Regions from separate parts of the Anser cygnoides genome. Here region 2 is linked to region 1. Evidence: chromatin contacts called from public Hi-C data. All regions are on one chromosome and are shown on one strand. Each heading gives the region's core, a stretch centred on a gene start, on an enhancer-like site or on the middle of the called end of the contact. The rest is flanking DNA. Distances are from core to core; before and after follow the strand shown. Region 1 overlaps MYO16 (myosin XVI). Region 2 holds the start of IRS2 (insulin receptor substrate 2).

What was found. A called contact is a pair of places that touch in the nucleus more often than the background predicts.
Region 2: a contact with region 1 is called in a Hi-C map of liver, with 3 times the contacts expected there. The contact joins the promoter of IRS2 here to the enhancer-like site in region 1. A contact is called at or near these places in 2 of 7 Hi-C or Micro-C datasets (both in liver).

The regions. Positions count from the first base shown.
Region 1 is chr1:148,837,764-148,843,568 of Taihu_goose_T2T_genome, forward strand. MYO16 (myosin XVI) reads left to right here. Exons shown (of 35, transcript XM_048077901.2): 18 at 3,196-3,313; 19 at 4,081-4,152; 20 at 4,759-4,900. Among named protein-coding and RNA genes, the nearest start is that of MYO16, 260 kb to the left of the region's middle. Within about 2 kb of position 3,713, at least 2 of the 3 cell types and tissues checked have open chromatin away from gene starts, as enhancers often do. A contact at or near this core is called in liver, where this site is marked.
Region 2 is chr1:149,232,533-149,238,337 of Taihu_goose_T2T_genome, forward strand. IRS2 (insulin receptor substrate 2) reads right to left here and starts at 2,630. Exons shown (of 3, transcript XR_010827027.1): 1 at 1-2,630. It overlaps LOC106044456 (a long non-coding RNA gene), which reads left to right and starts at 2,959. Exons shown (of 3, transcript XR_010827033.1): 1 at 2,959-3,862.

The DNA.
Region 1 (5,805 bases), core at 2,463-4,962:
TCAAATAAAATTAGAGCAGGGTAACTTGAAAGAGTTGGCTTAACCCCCAGAAAGCAACAAGAAGATAGGTCTGATGTTTGTCTTCAATCCTAAAATGCTCATGAAGAAGATATTCTGGAAAGTTCATCAAGAAAAGCTTCTGGAGGACAGAGGTGTGAAGGGAATCAGAAGAAATGGACGGCTGAGTATAAGAGCTCATATAAACTGTGTAATTCCCTTCAGGATACTAGAATATTTAACAGACTCTCCATATTTTATATATCTATATATTTATCTCTCTCTATATATATATATGCTATCTAGCACACTGTAGCTGGGACACTTCTGCAAAACAAATATGTAAGCAACAGTAATTTAAGAAAAAAGTATAAACTTCTTTTCTTCACCCCTACATGATATTTAGCAGCATAAGAAAAAAGCTGGGGAAAAGTTTATGTGACAGTATGCTGGATTATCATAAGAGATGACAGATGGGCAAAGCTTGTAATAAAAAAGGATCGTCAGCAAAAAAATTGTGACCCTGTGTTGAAGCTGTTATTGAGGTGTGAGCTAGAGTAACTTCTGCAGTGATTGTGCATCATATAGTTATTTGGTATTCCCTAGTTAAGGTAGTAACAAATGTTCCTTGGTAACCTATGCCACCTTTTAATATAAAGAAACAATGGTTGTTTTTTTTTTTCCCCTCCATGAATATTCATGTGGCTATGTATGAAGTGGAACACATATGGCTATATTTAACAGAATTATTCTTTACTTCTAAGTCTCAAGCTCTGCACCTGTAGTATTGAGTAGCAGAAGTTCCATGCTTTTCCAATAATCCAGCATTTAGCCCGGTGTTCACAGATGATAGCTCATCTCTAGCTCTTTGATTAATCTTCCTGTTCCATTAATGAAAGGCTTCATCTCATAACTAAATAATAGAATGCAGAACAAATCACGTTTGGAAGCCTGCAGAAACTGTCTGAGAACACTGTACAAAAAAAATGGAGTATTTGGGATCCAGCACTTCACTTTGCTTAGAGTTCATAGAATCATAGAATGGCTTGGGTTGGAAGGGACCTTAAAGATCACCAAGTTCCAACCCCCCTGCCATGGGCAGGGACACCTCCCACCAGACCAGGTTGCTCCAAGCCCCATCTAACCTGGCCTTGAACACCTCCAGGGATGGGGCATCCACAGCTTCTCTGGGCAGCCTGTGCCAGGGCCTCACCACCCTCTAGAGTTCTTGAAAGGAAGGTATGTTGCATCTCAGTGAAGCGTAAACCAGCTTCAAGACTCTTCTATATCCAAGTAGCATGAGAATAATCATTTAGTGAACTAGATATCTGTGGAGTACCAGAGTACTGCAGGCTGATTTCTTGTGCTGGATATTAGAAAGAAATAATGTAGATAAAACGTGTCTCCTGAAATTACTACCCATTACTTCTGAGATACATGGAGAGGTCTGTGTGTATTATTCCTTTACTGTCTAGTCACATTCAATAATAGAGTAGATTATCTTTTTGAAGAACAACATAAACATTCTTAAACAGTCTTTGATGGAATCCCACAAAGTACCTTAATGTCTATAAAATAACTTGTCTTAAAGTCGAGGAAACATGCGTCTTAGAACACAATGCAAAAGTGTTTGAGACTCTGGAACCTCAACTAAACCTGAGGCCTTACCAAAACCACCAAAATAAACAGCTATTTTCCCCCTCCTGCAAGTCAGTGCAGTACAGTCATTCCCAAACCAGTTCTGAACAAGTTAACAAGCAAGAACTATGCTTTACTAATATGGCATTCGATCTTGCCTAAGAGCAAGAAGCAGGGTGTATCATCCTAGCGTGAATGCCAGATTAGTGTGGCAACTCATCTGTGGTAAGAGCTATCTTATTCAGAGTTTGCCTGTAAAAAAGGGCAACAACGTATTGGGTTGTTTTGATATCTTGTTTTGATATCTTTTTTAATCTCCAACTTTGGGATTGTGTAACAGAAAAATATACTGTTGCCCTACGTACATCTATCTCACATAGTGCGAGACTGAAGTTCTCGTCTTAAATTATAATTTCAGGAATCAAACTATCAAATGCCCTGTAGTCTGTTTCACAGAAATACTTAAGCATTTTTTTTTTTTTTTTACCTGTAGCTTCTGCAAACAAATGAAAAGTTGTCCAAGCTTGGTTTTAATGTGTTCAGAATTCATTGCAGTCACTAGAGAGTAGAGGGGATATATTGGCTAAATGTTTCATTTGCAGTGTATTTTTTAATCTTACCCTGCAAATTGCAGTAAGTGGGACTTCTTGCTGTCAGTTCTACTGTTTCAGTAGAATCAGGCTCTAAATATTATATTTTTAAAAAATATTTCAAGTAAGAGTTATCAAGTAGCTTTGCTATACATAATGTCATGCAATAATATGGTGGATATCAGATTTCCTGTTTTATATTTTTAAAGGAGCACCATTGTTATATAACTGATTTATTTTTTTTTTAAATTAAGAACACATGTTTTTAATGTCTTAGCTCTTTTTTTTTTCCTTGAATTTAAAAACATTAAAACAAGCAAAGAAACAAAAACATTCACTTTCTTCTTGGTGTGGTAATAATGAGGGCAGGAAAAAAATAGCCCTTAACGATAACTGCTTCAGGACATTAGAGACATCTGAAGATAGCATGCAATCATGGTGGGTAAGCGTGTGAGCAAGGGGGTTGCTTTTGTTTCTTTCCAATCTTAACTACAGCTTTTACTACCAGGAACCTGATATAATTTAAAGCTAGACACTTTGCTTGTGAATGCACTTGGCTAAGGAAAAAACAGACCTTGCAGGAAAAAACAGACCCAGATACAGAATTTGTCTTAACGGAAATTCTCTGTGGAGAAGATATATTTATTTTTTGCAGAAATAGTTCATCCAGTAAACGTATCTCAGTGTTTTTTCACACACTGTAAAAAAGTTTCTAAAATCAGTAGCTAATGTGATTTACATCAAAACAAAAGTTAAAAAGGTAATCTTGTTGTTTTAGGTCCTAAATGGGTTCCAGTTTGATTTGTAAATCCAAATGTTACTGTTAATAGTTATTTCATGAATACTTTTTAATTTAGCAAATGCCAAGGATAAAAACTACTGGAATGTGCATTTTGATAGAGCATTGCCTTTCACCAGTGTGCCCAACAAATCTCTTCTTTGTCTTTAATTGTGCATGAACTACGTGCAGGAGGTGGAGAACCTGTTTGTGATTCTCTCAGCAATTCTGCATCTTGGAGACATTAGTTTTACGGCTCTGACAGACGCCGAGACAGCACTTGTGTCGGACCTGCAGCTGCTGGAGCAAGGTCAGTGGGACACAACCTGCTGGCACTGCCTGCTTGGCCCCGCAACAGGGAGGTTGCGTCAAGCCACCGACAGATGGAAACCCAGCTCCAGGGAGACAGCCAGCTTCTGGAGCTGTGAGAAGACAAGCACCCAATCAACTTGGATGTTTTATAAACTCCAGATTTTTATGAGACTAAATAAAATGCTAGGATTGCGAATTATCCAATTCAATGTCAGATTTAATGGTGTCATTTGCCAAAAGAAGTTGTTCAGTGCACTTTGTGCAGCCCTCTTTTAAAACACTCTTGTGCTGCTCGTCAACAGCTGAACAATTTGCATTGAATCAAATTCCTTTCAAAATCTGTGTCTTAAGAAGGTCTCATGCTTTCATGCTTTGAAGTTTGCCCTGTTGGTCACTAATAAATCTCCTCAAAGTGGCTTATGGATACAGATTGTCAATAAATAGCATACCTTAACTGTAATAGGAGAGAAAGTCTGCCAAGCGCTGTGGAAAGTCCTGAGTAATCTTTAAAGAGGAAAGAAAGCTGTAATGTAATATACAGATACAGTCCAACTTCACAAAGTGCTGATTATAGTAATACATTTTTATATGTTCATTAATTCTGATTACTCCTGTGACAGCGCTCTTTTCTTTAATGTGTAGGTTCTTTCACTGTTCAAAAAATAACATCTACATAAGAAAATCTGTTATAAAAATGAAATATACAGTCCAGCACAAATTCTTTAAATTTTTTAAAGCTTTTTTAAAATTCTCTTTTCGTTTCAGTGGCAGGGATGCTGCAGGTTTCACCAGATGAGCTCGCTTCAGCCTTAACAACTGATGTCCAGTATTTTAAAGGTAATCTTTTCCAAGCTTACATTCTCATAGATCAGACCTGATGTCATTTTGATCCTTCTGATTTGAGAGTTTTAAAAGCAGATAATTTTTGTTCTTTATTTTTCATGGTCTCATGAAAAATAAATTCCTCTCTCTGAGGAATACGTAGGATTATCCACCATGCAATATGTCAGATCAGACTACTGAATTAGAACTGTCTTTATAACATGGTGCGAAGGAGCTTTGCAGTCAGACACTGGTGGACTCCTAGCTTTATTAATCTTACAAGTATGTCAAGATGACAGATTAGTTGTTAATACTAAGAACTAAAGTCAACAGGAGTGTCCCTAAAAACACAAGTTTTGAAGAAGTTTTTTTCAGTAAAATGCTAGTTGTGTGTAATAACCATACCCTTTTCTATTGAAAAGAAGTTCATGTTTCCAAGCTGAAGATCTTGTGAGTGTTAATAGTCTTTCATCTGTCACTGGAGGCTTCAGAAAGAAACTAGCACCATGTTTAGCTGTGGCAAAGAAGAAGTAAAATGGATGGGAGGACTTATTGTAACTAAAATTACTTAAAGCAAGCTTTACAAATTGTTTTATTTCCATTTTCTGATTTCTCTCTTAGGAGACACGATAGTACGGAGGCACACTATAGAGATTGCAGAATTTTATCGGGATCTCTTGGCAAAATCTCTATATGGTCGTTTATTTAGCTTTCTAGTCAACACAATCAACTGCTACCTCCAAAATCAAGATGAGACTGGCAGGTATGATTACCATTATAAACTAATAGCTGTGTCATTATCTGTTCAAATTCAAATCCATAATAGAACCATAATGCCATCATTTAATGCATTTTGTGATTGCATGAAACTGACACTTGAGTCCTTATTGCTCACTGGTCATTCCTGGAATGTTTCAAATTGCTTCCTCAATTATAAGTTTGTTTGATTACTTGTTTACATGGCTGAATATGATACTTTATGCAGTTATCTGTATTGGTGGTTAGAATTAGTAGTCTTTTAAGAGTTGACAATACAGAATGAACTAAGCCTTTCAAAAAAAAATCTGAAAAAAATCTGCTTGATGTTTGTGCAGAATATACTAGTTCTTTGCCCCCCAAACTTTGACCTTAGCACTGGTTATTAAAAACAGAATTTTGTTCAAAGGCCTTCAAATGAATGTTTAAACTTCACTTACCATTGAATACAAGTTGCTGTCCAATGTGGTTTTGTAGAAAAAAAAATAATGCTAATTAGCATGCATCATTGTCAAGCATGCATCACAGTCAAGAAGCAGAAAAGAAAAAGAAAAAAAAAAAGAAATCTCAGTAGAATCATAGTAGCAAACTAAGACAGGAGACCTAATTAGATGAGTATATGCATGTATGTGACTTAACCAAGATTTAGCATCTCACATGTGCAGATGGAGTTTCTTATGAACACCAGGTACAAGATGTCTTGGCATTATTGATAAATGGAAATCTATAGAAGACAGATGTGAGACTTCCAAAAGAAGTAATTTTTTCCTTAAATCGTATCTAGCTTGGCATCAGAGGATAAATATTTATCAGGTGTACTCTTTAGAGTTGTTAAGTTCAAAGACTTTGCAATTATTTTTTTTTCTTGACATATTTGTAGACTAATTAGTACTAAATCACATTTCTCTTCTT
Region 2 (5,805 bases), core at 1,380-3,879, 390 kb after region 1:
AAGAAGTCTGGGGGGGTGAGGGAGGGAGCCTGGGGCCCATGGTGTGGGTCCCGAGGGGACATATTGATGTAGTCACCGTTGCTCAGCCTCCCGTCCGAGCTCTCCACGGACAGCTTGGAGCCACACCACATCCTCATGTAGCCGCTGTCGTCAGGGGAGCTCTCCCCGGGCGAGCTGGTCTTGTAGCTGCTCCCGTTCCCGGGGGACCCGCCGCCCACCCCGGGCCGGGGCTGCAGGATCTGCTTGGGGGCGGACACGCTGGTGGGGCTCATGGGCATGTAGTCATCGCCTCCCCGGCCCCCCCGCCCGAGGGCCGCGGCCACGCCGGGGGTCATGGGCATGTAGCCATCATCGTCTCCCCCACCGCCGCCTCCTCCTCCTCCTCCTCCTCCTCCCCCCCCTGCCGGCGGCCCCAGGTTGGTGCTGCTGCTGCCGGAGCTGCGGTGCGAGCCGATCTCGATGTCCCCGTAGTCCTCGGGGTAGGGGGTGTAGGTCACTTTGGGGGACGCCGCGGCAGGGAAGGAGGGGAAGAGGCGGCCGGCGCTGCCGGCGAAGGTGGCGCGCATCAGCGTGTACTCGTCGAGGGAGGCGGAGGAGAGCTGCGGCGGGGGGGGCCTCTGCCGGCACGGGGTGGTCAGCGAGTAGGTCCGCTTGCGGTGGCCCCGGTCGGCCGCCGGGTCGGGGCAGGGCCGGTAGCAGAGGCGGCCGCTCGGGGGCCGCTCCATCGCCATGTAGCCGTAGAGGTCGGTGCCGCCGCCGGGGTCCCGCGCCGGGGGGGTCTCGGCCACCGACTCGGGCGTGTTGCTGCGGTTGCTGGCGGTGGAGGAGGAGGAGAAGGGCCGCGGGTCGCCGCCGGGGCTGGAGCCGTACTCGTCGAAGGACATGAAGCCCGCGTCGCTGGGCGAGCCGGAGACGGAGGCGCTGCCGCTGGACGGGCGCTGCGGGTGGTGCGGGTGCGGCGGCTCGGAGCCCAGCCCGCTGCTGGAGGACAGGCTGACGGGGCTGGTGGCGGAGGGGGGCGAGTGCGAGGCGGGCATGGACATGGAGCGGCTGCCCTGCAGCCCGCCCCCGGCCAGCACCGGCAGCAGCTTCCCCGCCGGCCGGGCTCCGCCGCCGCCGCTCAGCGTGTGCGAGCGGCTGAGCGGGGTCCGCACGGGGCCGGGGCTCATGGGGCTGCCGGCGGCGGAGCCCACCCGGCAGCCGTCGCCCTCGCTGGCCGTCCGCACCCGGCACGGCGCGCACTTGGGGCCGGCGGCCAGGCTGTCGGTGCGGGAGCGGCGCAGCAGCCCCGTCTGGCTGGGGGGCAGGTTGACCAGGTGGTGGTGCCGGCGGCCGGGCACCGTGATGGGGTGGGTGGCCGAGGAGCCGCCGGCCCCGCCGCCGCCGCCCGCCCCGCCGGAGGAGGAGGAGGACGAGGACTGGCTCTTGCTGCGGGGCCGGAACTCGGACAGCTCCTTGAGCGCCTTCATGGCCTCCAGGATGGTCTCGTGGATGTTCTGCGCCACCACCGAGTCGTCCGCCTGCATCCACAGCTCGCCGGGCCCGGTGGCGGCCGAGCGCCCCACCTCGATGAAGAAGAAGCTGTCCGAGTGGCCGCAGCGGCGGATGTTCATCAGCTGCAGCGTGACCGACGGCAGCTCGCAGTTGAGGCGCACGAAGCCGATGGTGCGGGCCGAGAGGCACAGCCGGTGCACGCCGGTGAGGTTCTTGCTCTGCCCCAAGCCCTTGGGCTTCAGCGTCACCTGCCAGACCTCCCGGTAGGCGGCGGCGGCCGGCGTGACCAGCCCGTAGTTGAGCTCCTCGCCGGCGGCCGCCAGGGAGGAGGCGGCGGCGGCGCTGCAGGAGGCGGCGAAGGGCGACGGGAGGTGGCGGCGCGGCGAGCCCTGCCCGGCCGCCTTGCCCTCGTTGAGCAGGTCGGTGAGCGCCCGGTACCAGCCCTCCTGCTCCTGCTCGTTCTCGGCCGCCACGGCGAAGTACTCGTCCTTGGTGTAGAGGGCGATGAGGTACTTGTGCTTGGCGTCGGCGCGCTTGTTGATGTTGAGGCACGAGTCCAGGGCGATCACCCGCTTGGGCGCCCCGGACTTGTTCCTCCATTTCTTCTCGCTCTCGTAGTACTCCAGCCGGGCGCCCCCCGCCTCCTCCCCGCCGCCCGGGCCCCGCAGCACGAAGAAGCGCTTGTGGCCGTGCTTCTGCTTGCGCAGGTAGCCGCACTTCCTCACGCCCTGGTTGTTGTTGTTGTTGTTGTTCAGGTTGGGGCCGGGCGGGGAGCCCGGCGGACCCAGCACGGCGGGGCTCGCCATCCCCGGCCCCGAGGCGGCTCGCTGCCCGCGCCGGGCCGGGATGGGCGCCCGCAGCGGGGACACCGCGCTAGGAGGCGGCAGCGGCGGCTGGTGCTGCCCCGGCTTCCCCGGCTGGGCTGCCGGCGGCGGCGCTCCTCCTGCTCCTGCTGCTGCCGCTGCCGCTGCGAGCGCTTCCCACCGCGCCGGGCTGCTGCCGGTGCTGCTCGCGCTGCCGCTGCTGCCTGCGCCGGCGGGAGCGTGGCAGTGAGTAACGCATCGCGCACCGAGTGCCCCAACTAAAGAGCAAAACAACACGTGACCGCCGAGTTACCGAGGCGCTCACACACCGAGACGGGGCGGGACCCCGCCGCCGCCGCCGCCGCCCCGCATTGGCCGCCGCGCCGCGCGAGCGGCGGCCGCCGCGGCCAATCGCGCGGCGGGGCGGGCGCTAAGCGGAGAGGCGGCGCGCTGCCATTGGCCGCCCGGCGCCTCGCCTCCCCCCGCCCCCGGCGGCGGGCCCCTTCCCGCCCACGGCCCCCGGCTCCCCTCAGGCGCCGCCCGCGGCGGCGGGACCCGGCCGCGCCCCGCCCCCGGAGCGTGCCCGCCTCAGGGACCGTTGCGACCGTTGGCGGGACGCGGGGAGCGCGGCGGAGGAGCCGGCGGCGGCGGCGGGGCGAGGGGCACGGTGCCCGTGGGCTCGCCGGCCGCCCCTCCGCACCCCTTCGCCGTCCCGGGGGGCTGCCGTCAGGTGGCGGCGCCCCGCCCGCCGCGGGCCCCCGGAGCCGAGCTTCCGGGCGTGTGCGTGTGCCCACCGCCCCTCCTCCTGGCTCCGCACGCGCTCACACACTCACACGCGTGTGTGTGCGTCAGCCCTCCCCACGCACGCACGCAGAGCGGCGCCCACCTCACGCCCCCCCACCCCCCCCCCAGTTTCTCCTTCCCTCCTCCGCCGTTATCTGCGTGCGGCGGGGAAACGCCGCCTGGAGCGGGGACTGTTTAATGCGATAAATCCGTTTTTACGCCGCGGGGCTCACGCCGAGCACCCCCGTTCCCCGGGTGGGGGTGCCCCTGCCTCTTGTACGCACCCCAGGGGGGAGAAAAGTGAGGCTGCGGTCGCGCAAATATAAAAAAAAAAGAAAGAATAAAGGGGATGGAGGGGGAGAGAAAGCGATGCGGGGCCGCCCGCAGCCTCCTTTGGAAATGAGCAGCTGAGGGAAGGAGGGGGAGAGGCTGGGGAAGACCACCGTGGTGGTTCGTCATGCTGGGAGGCTGCCATGAAGCGGCTGCTGAAGGAGGGCCTCTCCCGCCGCCTCACCGGGAGACGCTGGGTCTTGGCTGGGAGGTGGCGGGGTTTGGGTTGTTTCTTGGGGAAGGGGAAGCAGGGGGAGAAAGGCAGGCGGTGGAGGTGTGAGGCCCTGACCTCTCTCCCCAGGGCGCCCGCCGTGCGCTGCTGATTCACCGGGTCACCCTGGGCAAGGTCCTCGCCGCCTCCCCGCGCCCCAGCCGAAAGCAAGCCGTCCTGACCCTGTTTGCTGTCCTGGCAACGGGCGCCGGCTCCTGTGTCTGGAAAATGCATGGAAGAGGTAGGGAATTGTAAATTTAGATGACGCGTCGTGATGGCACAGCAGACCTCAACGCGGAAGGTTTCGTATGGAAAAGCAGGCGTAGTGGCTGTGCTACCGACAGGCTGTCAGCTGCAGGCTTCAGGGGAGTTAGGTGAACCATTTCTTGCCGCTCCGAGCAATCTGGGCCCGTAAACACTGTCAGGAGTCATTTGTCTGGAAACCCCTTGCAAATTTGGAAAGATTTTTCCAGACGTTTATGAAATACACGCGGTGACCTTACGCACGCATTCTTACATCTGACATGCTAAAGAAGATGAATATTCATTTCTCTAAATGGTATTTACATATATGTAAGTCATTACAACGCGTTCAATAAACGTTTTGATGTAATGACTAGCTGCAGAACTAAGCAAACAATTTGTATGACAGGCATTGAGATAGACTAGCATTCAGGATTGATTTCTATATTGACATTGATATAAAGAGTATCTGTATCATTTAATTTTAGCAGTGGCTGATGCATAACAAGCTTTTTTTCCCCTATTTTGTTTGGTTGGTTTTCTTTTGTTTTTCGTGTATAACTGGTACAAAGCACAGGAAGTGGTTCTCAGGTGTGCATAAACTTCAGGTAAAAAACAACAACAACAACAACAACAACAAAAACACAACTATTGTTGCATGACCGACCCTCTTGAATGAATGACCCTAGTTTACATAGGTGGTCTTCCTCATTCAGAGTTTGAACTCCTCTGAATTGTTTTTCAAAACTATATCCCCTTCTGGAAAATTTTCCCAGTCATTTCAGTGTAATTACAGGGGCATTTAATTGAAACAAACGGACTAGCACCACTGCTCCATCCCACCTCTCGGCCACAGTTCACTGTTCCTACAGGCTGGCATGTCTTATACTTCAGCTATTTCCATGTGTCGTGTAGCATACTAGCTTTAATTTCTGCGGGCTTTCAATGAGGCAGGCTATGAATCTGGGTGGCTGAAGCATAGCACTTGTTCTCTTGTTCCACTGAGCCATCTCAGGAAGAACACAGGGGTGGGCAAATAGGGACAGCAGCATCTTCAGTAACTGCAGTAGATTTGCCAGAGGATGTTTGCTTAGATCATCTCCAAAGAATAATTCCATCATGATGAAAGAAAAAACAATTTTCTTTTACCTCTCCCATTCCTTTTCTTCTGTCATATCACCCTGCCCCATCTCTGTTTCAACACATTTATCTTCTAGCTTGAAGTCTCTTCTGGGAATGCTTTGCCAATATATGAAGTAGACCAACAAAATAGTGCTCATATTAACAACTTTCATGCCTGCTAAACTGTGCTTTTGCCAGCATACCGTGTTCCAGCCATCTCTTTTTTTTTCCTCCAAGAAAAATAAGCTGTGTTAGGTAATGGTCAGACTTATCAAAATGGACTATCTGTGTTAGGGGCATTTGCTCACAGTTATGTCAGTCATAACATGTTACTCCTTCCACCCTCAACTGGCAGGGACATGCCAAGAAAGGGCTACACCAACCTTACTTATGAAGCTGTCTTTAGATATACCAAATACAGTTTTGCCAGCACGGAGCCCTACTGATGTCATGCTTCCACTCCTTGAGTATCTGGGGTCCTTATATGTCAAAAGAAGACAGGTGATCATTTAATTTATTTATAAATGTGTTTAGACTGTGTTTTGGTTACTAAACTATATGGACAGATGATAAACAGTGGCCAGCAACTGTGATTTGCAGGCAATGAACTTCGCAAGCTGTGAGTGAATTTTGCTTGGGCAGGCTGTTTGCTGGAACAGTAGTTAAATGTTGCCTGCACCTGGTCAGATAAAAGTATTACCTCTAGGGACGTGCAGCTGTTTTTAGGTACATGGGGAAGCTTGATTCTACAAGCCCAGCACATGCAGGATCCATTTTTTGTGAGCACCGGGCGCTATGAATATGTAGGTATATTTAAAT